Linked DNA regions of Ovis aries: region 2 is linked to region 1. The links are chromatin contacts, called in public Hi-C maps. All regions are on one chromosome and are shown on one strand. Each heading gives the region's core, a stretch centred on a gene start, on an enhancer-like site or on the middle of the called end of the contact. The rest is flanking DNA. Distances are from core to core; before and after follow the strand shown.

Region 1 (2,700 bases), core at 161-2,660:
CAAGAGATATCTACAGTATAATACAAACTAGGTGTGGTACATGGGGCGGAAACTGGCAAAGTCTGTTAAAATTCTTCTTCTCTGTGTCCCATTGTTTCTACATGGCCCAGCAAACATTTGTTTACTAAACATTTGCTCTTTTTTCATCTCCTATAAATTGCCTTCCTTCCCTTTGAAGTCCTGGGCAGCGCCCCCTTCTCTTTAGCCCAGAATGACTTATATATGCTATTTTTATGTGTCTTTGGAATCTCTCATGTTAATGTGGATTTCTTGAACCTAAGTGATTACATTTGATTTTTTCCTGTTAGTCTGTCTCATGTCAATTTAACTTTTAGACCAGTCAGAAGAGCTGAGAAGGGTAGAGGAACAATTTTTTTTTCTTTCTTGGCAGTTCTCATAAGGGCTTCCCTTGTGGCTCAGCTGGTAAAGAATCCGCCTGCAATGCAGGAGACCTGGGTTCAATCCCTGGGTTGGGAAGACGCCCTGGAGAAGGGAAAAGCCACCCACTCCGGTATTCTGGCCTAGAGAATTCCATGGACTGTATGTATAGTCCATGGGGTCATAAAGAGTTGGACACAACTGCGCGACTTTCACTGGTGGCTCAGATGGTAAAGAATCTGCCTACAATGCAGGAGACCTGGGTTCGATCCCTGGGTCAGGAAGATCCCCTGGAGAAGGTAATGGCCACCCACTCCAGTATTCTTGCCTGGAGAAATCCATGGCACACATAGGGGCTGATGGGCTATAGTCCATGGGGTTGCAAAGGGTTGGACACAAATAAGCAACACTTTCACTTTCACTTACACTAACTGTGGCATTTTATGGTTTAATATTAGGAAACTGCCATGTAAGTTGGTTACATTATCTATGAATGCTGAGTGACACTTAAAAGTATTATAAGAAACCGGCACTGGTTGGCATAAAGTTGAGAACTACAAGGAGTAGGTGACTCACTGCCAGCAGTCTAAGTGCTCGGTAAACAGTCAGTACCGATTGTTAAGAAGCTGTTATCACCCTTCATCACCTCCAAGCATCCTGTGTTGAGGGCTTAGGAGAACAGACCCGCTGGGAGTCACCAGCTCGGTAGGTCAGGGAGAAGAGGGCGCAGTCTGGGAGCCAATTCCCCAGGCTGTGGTGCTGAGTGACTTCAGCCTGGGTCTTGAGCAACCGACACTGACATCATAGACCTCTCCCTCAGAAACAGGGTGTCTCCAGAGGTAGGCACTTTCTCTTCAGCCCTGAAAGCCCCACTGCGTCCTTCAGCAGGTGCGCCTGCGCGGCACCCTGCCCACAGACCCTCACCCTGGCCTTTCCCCCAAAGCCGGGAGGCCGGGCCAGGCCAGCCTCCAAAACCGCAAGCCAGACACGCCCGGCCTGGCTGACGTCAGCGAGTTGGCCGGATGGGGGCGGAGAGCGGGGGTGGGGTTGGCCTGGAAACCCGACCGTCCCACCCCCAGGGGAAGGGAGGAGGTGAGAGAATTGGGAGAAGAGCTAGGAGAAAGGCAGGCGGGGACGGGAAATGGGTCCACCAAAGTCTGACTCAGGCCAGTCTGGACAGCCGTGGGGAGGGGAAATGGGTACCGTGTTACCTCGCCGCTTGAAACGTGATATTCAAGGCCCCTGCCTGCCTCTGCATGCTCATCTCTCTGCCTTGCCTGGGACCATCCCACAGAACGACTGGTAGATCCCTTCAAAGGCCAGGCTAATCCATGCCTGTGTGCCTTTGGGTACACAGTACTTTGCCTGAATTGCTTTTCGCTTATCTAGCCTGGGGCTTCCTATAAAATGTCACTGTCTCCATGAAGAATTTCCCAGTCCAGACATAATTCCTCTTGTCTCTGTGTATAGATGTCTAAGATAGATGAGAATGTCCATTTATCACTTTGGTACAGTGTTTGAAAACTTCAGCAGGCATCAGAATCACCCAGAAGGCCTGTTAAAGCACAGACTGCTGATTCCAGAGTTTCTGCCTCTATACTGGTCTGGAGTGGTGTTGGAGGAGGAATGGAGAGGGCATGACCCCTGATTGACCTTCCAGCTGGACCCAAAGTAGTCGCAGGCTTCTCCCCCACCCTCTATCTTTGGAATGTTCGCTGGGCCTACTTTCCCACAGTGGGAGCTGTTTCAAGGTCACAGCCTTGAGAGAGAAAGGTGGTGTTGAGACTTTTGTGCTGAATATAGGACTGAATCCAGTTACGGTCTCTTTAACTTGAAGGCTTTGGAGCTTTGGTGCAGGGATCTACTCTTCTTGCAGCTGCCCCACTACTAAGACAGGAGGTAGATCCACTCCCCCCACACCCTCCCCAGGGAAAGCAATTTGAGTTCATTCCCTGTGGACAGAAATTCCAAAATATCAGTAGCAGGACAATCCAGAGGGGAGGCTGGGCCCTGCCCAGGTAGAAGATAAGAGACCACATATTTCTCATTCTTGAAGTCAAGGAAACCTTCACCAGTAGAAACCTCCTTGGACATCAAAAGGGGAGTGACACCTAATCTACCCATAGGCCTCTTGGGTGGAATCCATCTTGGCTGAAAGAAGTACACACACACACACACACACACACACACACGAGAGAATCCTGCTGCTGCTAAAAGTCGCTTCAGTCGTGTCCGACTCCCACGGTAGGCCACCAGGATCCCCCGTCCCTGGGATTCTCTAGGCAAGAACACTGGAGTGGGTTGCATCCTGAGAAGTACCAA
Region 2 (2,700 bases), core at 13-2,512, 51 kb before region 1:
CTCCAGGTTGCTACCAAGGAAGGGTCAACATGGTACTAACTGGTTACTTACATTTTAGCCCTCCAGCTCCCAGGATACACACACTACACTGGTACAAACACACTCCGCCCCTGGGAGGGCCCTGCTCATAGACATTTTGGGAACCTACAAGGGCAGGAAGCTGGGTAGGAGGGCCCCAGGGCAGGCATCTATAGAGAGGAAGAAAGGAACACAATAGTGACAATTTACCAAGGGCTTACCCACGTTAAACTCTTGTTTACACTGCTTCCTCTAATCTTCCAGAAGAGTCCCCTGAAACAGGTAACTCTTATTTCCATTTAACAGATGAAAAACCAGAGGTTTAGGGACAAGTCACGTTCCCAAACGCTTAGGAATAAAGTTAATCCACACTCAGGAGACGGTGGGTCTACCGAAGACAGAGATGTGACCTGGGAGGTCTGCTCCCTTCCCTGCTGGAGGCCTCATCATCACTCTTCTAAGCTAGAGAGGGTTACTCTGAGCTGCCTGGTAGTCCCTAAGCAGAGTTAGCAGGGCGAAGACGGCTCCGAGTTAGTAGGACTCAAACTCCCGAAACTTTTTGAGGTTTGGGCCAGAGCTGGGAAGTCTCCAAGGTCTTCTCCGGTTCTGGGGTCGGAGGGGCCTAACGGCTTTCCAAAACCGTGCCCTACTCAGCCTCCATGAATCCGAAGGAACTCACCTCCCAACCTCTCACTCCAGTCCAGCCCGGAACCTCTGTCTGCGGATTAGGAGCTCTGATCCGGAACAGGGGGGCTGTCTGTCGTGGAAGAGGGCATGGGCGAACCTCCATGGGGAACTTACCGAGCAGCGGGGACTCCTCAGGGCATTCGGTCAGCGACAGTGTTGTGGTGGAGGGCACTGGGGCCGAAGTCAAGTTGCTCCCCGGGTCCGGGCCAGGGCCGGGGCGAGAGTCCGCGTCTGGGTTGGAGGCGGCCCGGGAGCGCAGCTCTGAAGAGTTCTGCAAAGGCGGCGGCGGTGCGGCCCCTCGCAGCCGGAGCTCCCCGGAGGGCTGCCCGATAGCGGCGGCGCCGTGAGAGCTGCCCTGAAGCGTTGTGTGGACTCCGACCAGCTGAGGCAGGCGTCTTAGGTCTCGGCCGGCCAGGTAATAGACGAGGGTGACTCCAAGATGCAGCGCGCAGACAGCCACGAGGAGGCGGCAGGCCCGCTGCAGGGACGCGCCCGGCATCGCGGCGCTGCCGCCCAGGAGCGGCTCCCGAAACTTCATCTTCCCGCCGCCGCTTTAAGAGGGGGGTGGGCTACCGTGGGAAGGGCGGCCCGCCCGCGGGCCGCCAGCCAGGCACTGCCAGACCACAGCACTTGGGGGAGGGACCGAGAGGCGGGGGAAGGCGAAGGAGCGGCACCGGCGGGCAGGCGGCGGATCTCGGCGACTCAGGCGGGCTCAGCAGCCCAGCTAGCAGAAGTGCGCCCAAGGCGCGGGCGCGGGCTGGGGCGGGGCCGTCAGCGGGGCGGGGGAAGGGCCCCAGTAGAAGCAGAGTTTTCAGGACTGTAGCTGGAAGGCGGGGCCGCCTGGGGGCGGGGCCGAATTGTGGGGCGGGGCCTGTGGAGGGGCGTGCTCGAGCTGAGGGGCGGGGCCTGCGGAGGGTCGGCTACCGGGGCGGAGCCGTTCGGGGAGGCGGTTGGCAGCACGCAGGCTCCGCGTTGAGCTCTCGGGTTCCCACGCTGCCCTCTCAAGCCCGCACCGTGAGGGTTCGGTCCCTACTAAGCCTCGCTTCCTCCTCTTTCTCCGAGCTGCCCCCGAGACGCGCCGCCACTTCCTGCAGGGCTAAAGAGCAGGGGTACGCGTCTGGGCCTGCGGCGCGGCGTCAGAGAAGAGGGAGGAGAAGAGGGCAGGCTGGTTGTTGTCTGGAGGGGTTGTGGCCGCGGCAGCTTTCCAGAACGGTGGACCTCGGTAGATCTGGGTGGGGGTCAGGAAGAGGGGCGGAGAAAGGTTGCCCTGGAAACGGATTCGATGCCCAGCGGGAGGTAGGACAGCGGAAGGATTCTTTGAGAGGTTCGAACCCCGTCCCTGGGCGGAGCTAGGTCCCTCTACCAAGCTGGGAAGGTGGGGGGCCCAGCAAGGAGGCGTGGCTCACCTGGCATCCTGTGGAAAAGAAAGTGGACGAATCTCCGCTTCTCTGGACTCACTGTCCGACAGCCCAGGCTAGGGGATATCGGAGACCCACCCAGCTCGGATTGGGAGTGTGTGGGTGCCTGTTCTAGCGCATCCCCCACCATGCATTGCGTGGGAGGATGTCCAGGAGCCCAAGTAACTCCTACGCTGCCATGCAAAGGAAGAGCAGCTGGCTTTATTTACAGTATGAACGGACCTGGACTCAATGCCATGAAGTAAGAGATTGTTCCCATTTTACAGATAGAGTTCAAGGCTCAAGAAATTTAAGACTCGCTCAGCTGGTATGAGGCAGAGGCAGAATTCTGGCTCTAAAACCATTATTTCCCACTTGTTGATTTGCAGATAAGGGCTGGAAGCTATCTAGATGAGAGGTTTAGGCACTGAAGTCGCTTGCTTCAGATTTGGCTCGGGCCCACCTGATTGCCTCAGTGGGCAGGCACCTCATTCCTGAGTAAGACTCACGGAGGTGCTATCACTTTGGTGGATGGGGCAGCTGAGGGGCTGTCACAGCCTACTCTAAAGTGCTACCATACACTGAAAGAGCTTCCTAC

Evidence for each region. A called contact is a pair of places that touch in the nucleus more often than the background predicts.
Region 2: a contact with region 1 is called in a Hi-C map of liver, with 1.8 times the contacts expected there. The contact joins the promoter of B4GALT1 here to the enhancer-like site in region 1. A contact is called at or near these places in 4 of 16 Hi-C or Micro-C datasets (blood, liver, omental adipose tissue and 1 more).

What each region holds. Positions count from the first base shown.
Region 1 is chr2:37,947,536-37,950,235 of ARS-UI_Ramb_v3.0, reverse strand. No RefSeq gene overlaps it. Among named protein-coding and RNA genes, the nearest start is that of SPINK4, 36 kb to the right of the region's middle. Within about 2 kb of position 1,410, at least 41 of the 54 cell types and tissues checked have an H3K27ac peak or open chromatin away from gene starts, as enhancers often do. A contact at or near this core is called in liver, where this site is marked.
Region 2 is chr2:37,998,490-38,001,189 of ARS-UI_Ramb_v3.0, reverse strand. It overlaps B4GALT1 (beta-1,4-galactosyltransferase 1), which reads right to left and starts at 1,262. Exons shown (of 6, transcript NM_001246211.1): 1 at 820-1,262. The coding sequence starts at 1,243. It overlaps LOC105607270 (a long non-coding RNA gene), which reads left to right and starts at 1,624. Exons shown (of 7, transcript XR_009599535.1): 1 at 1,624-1,814.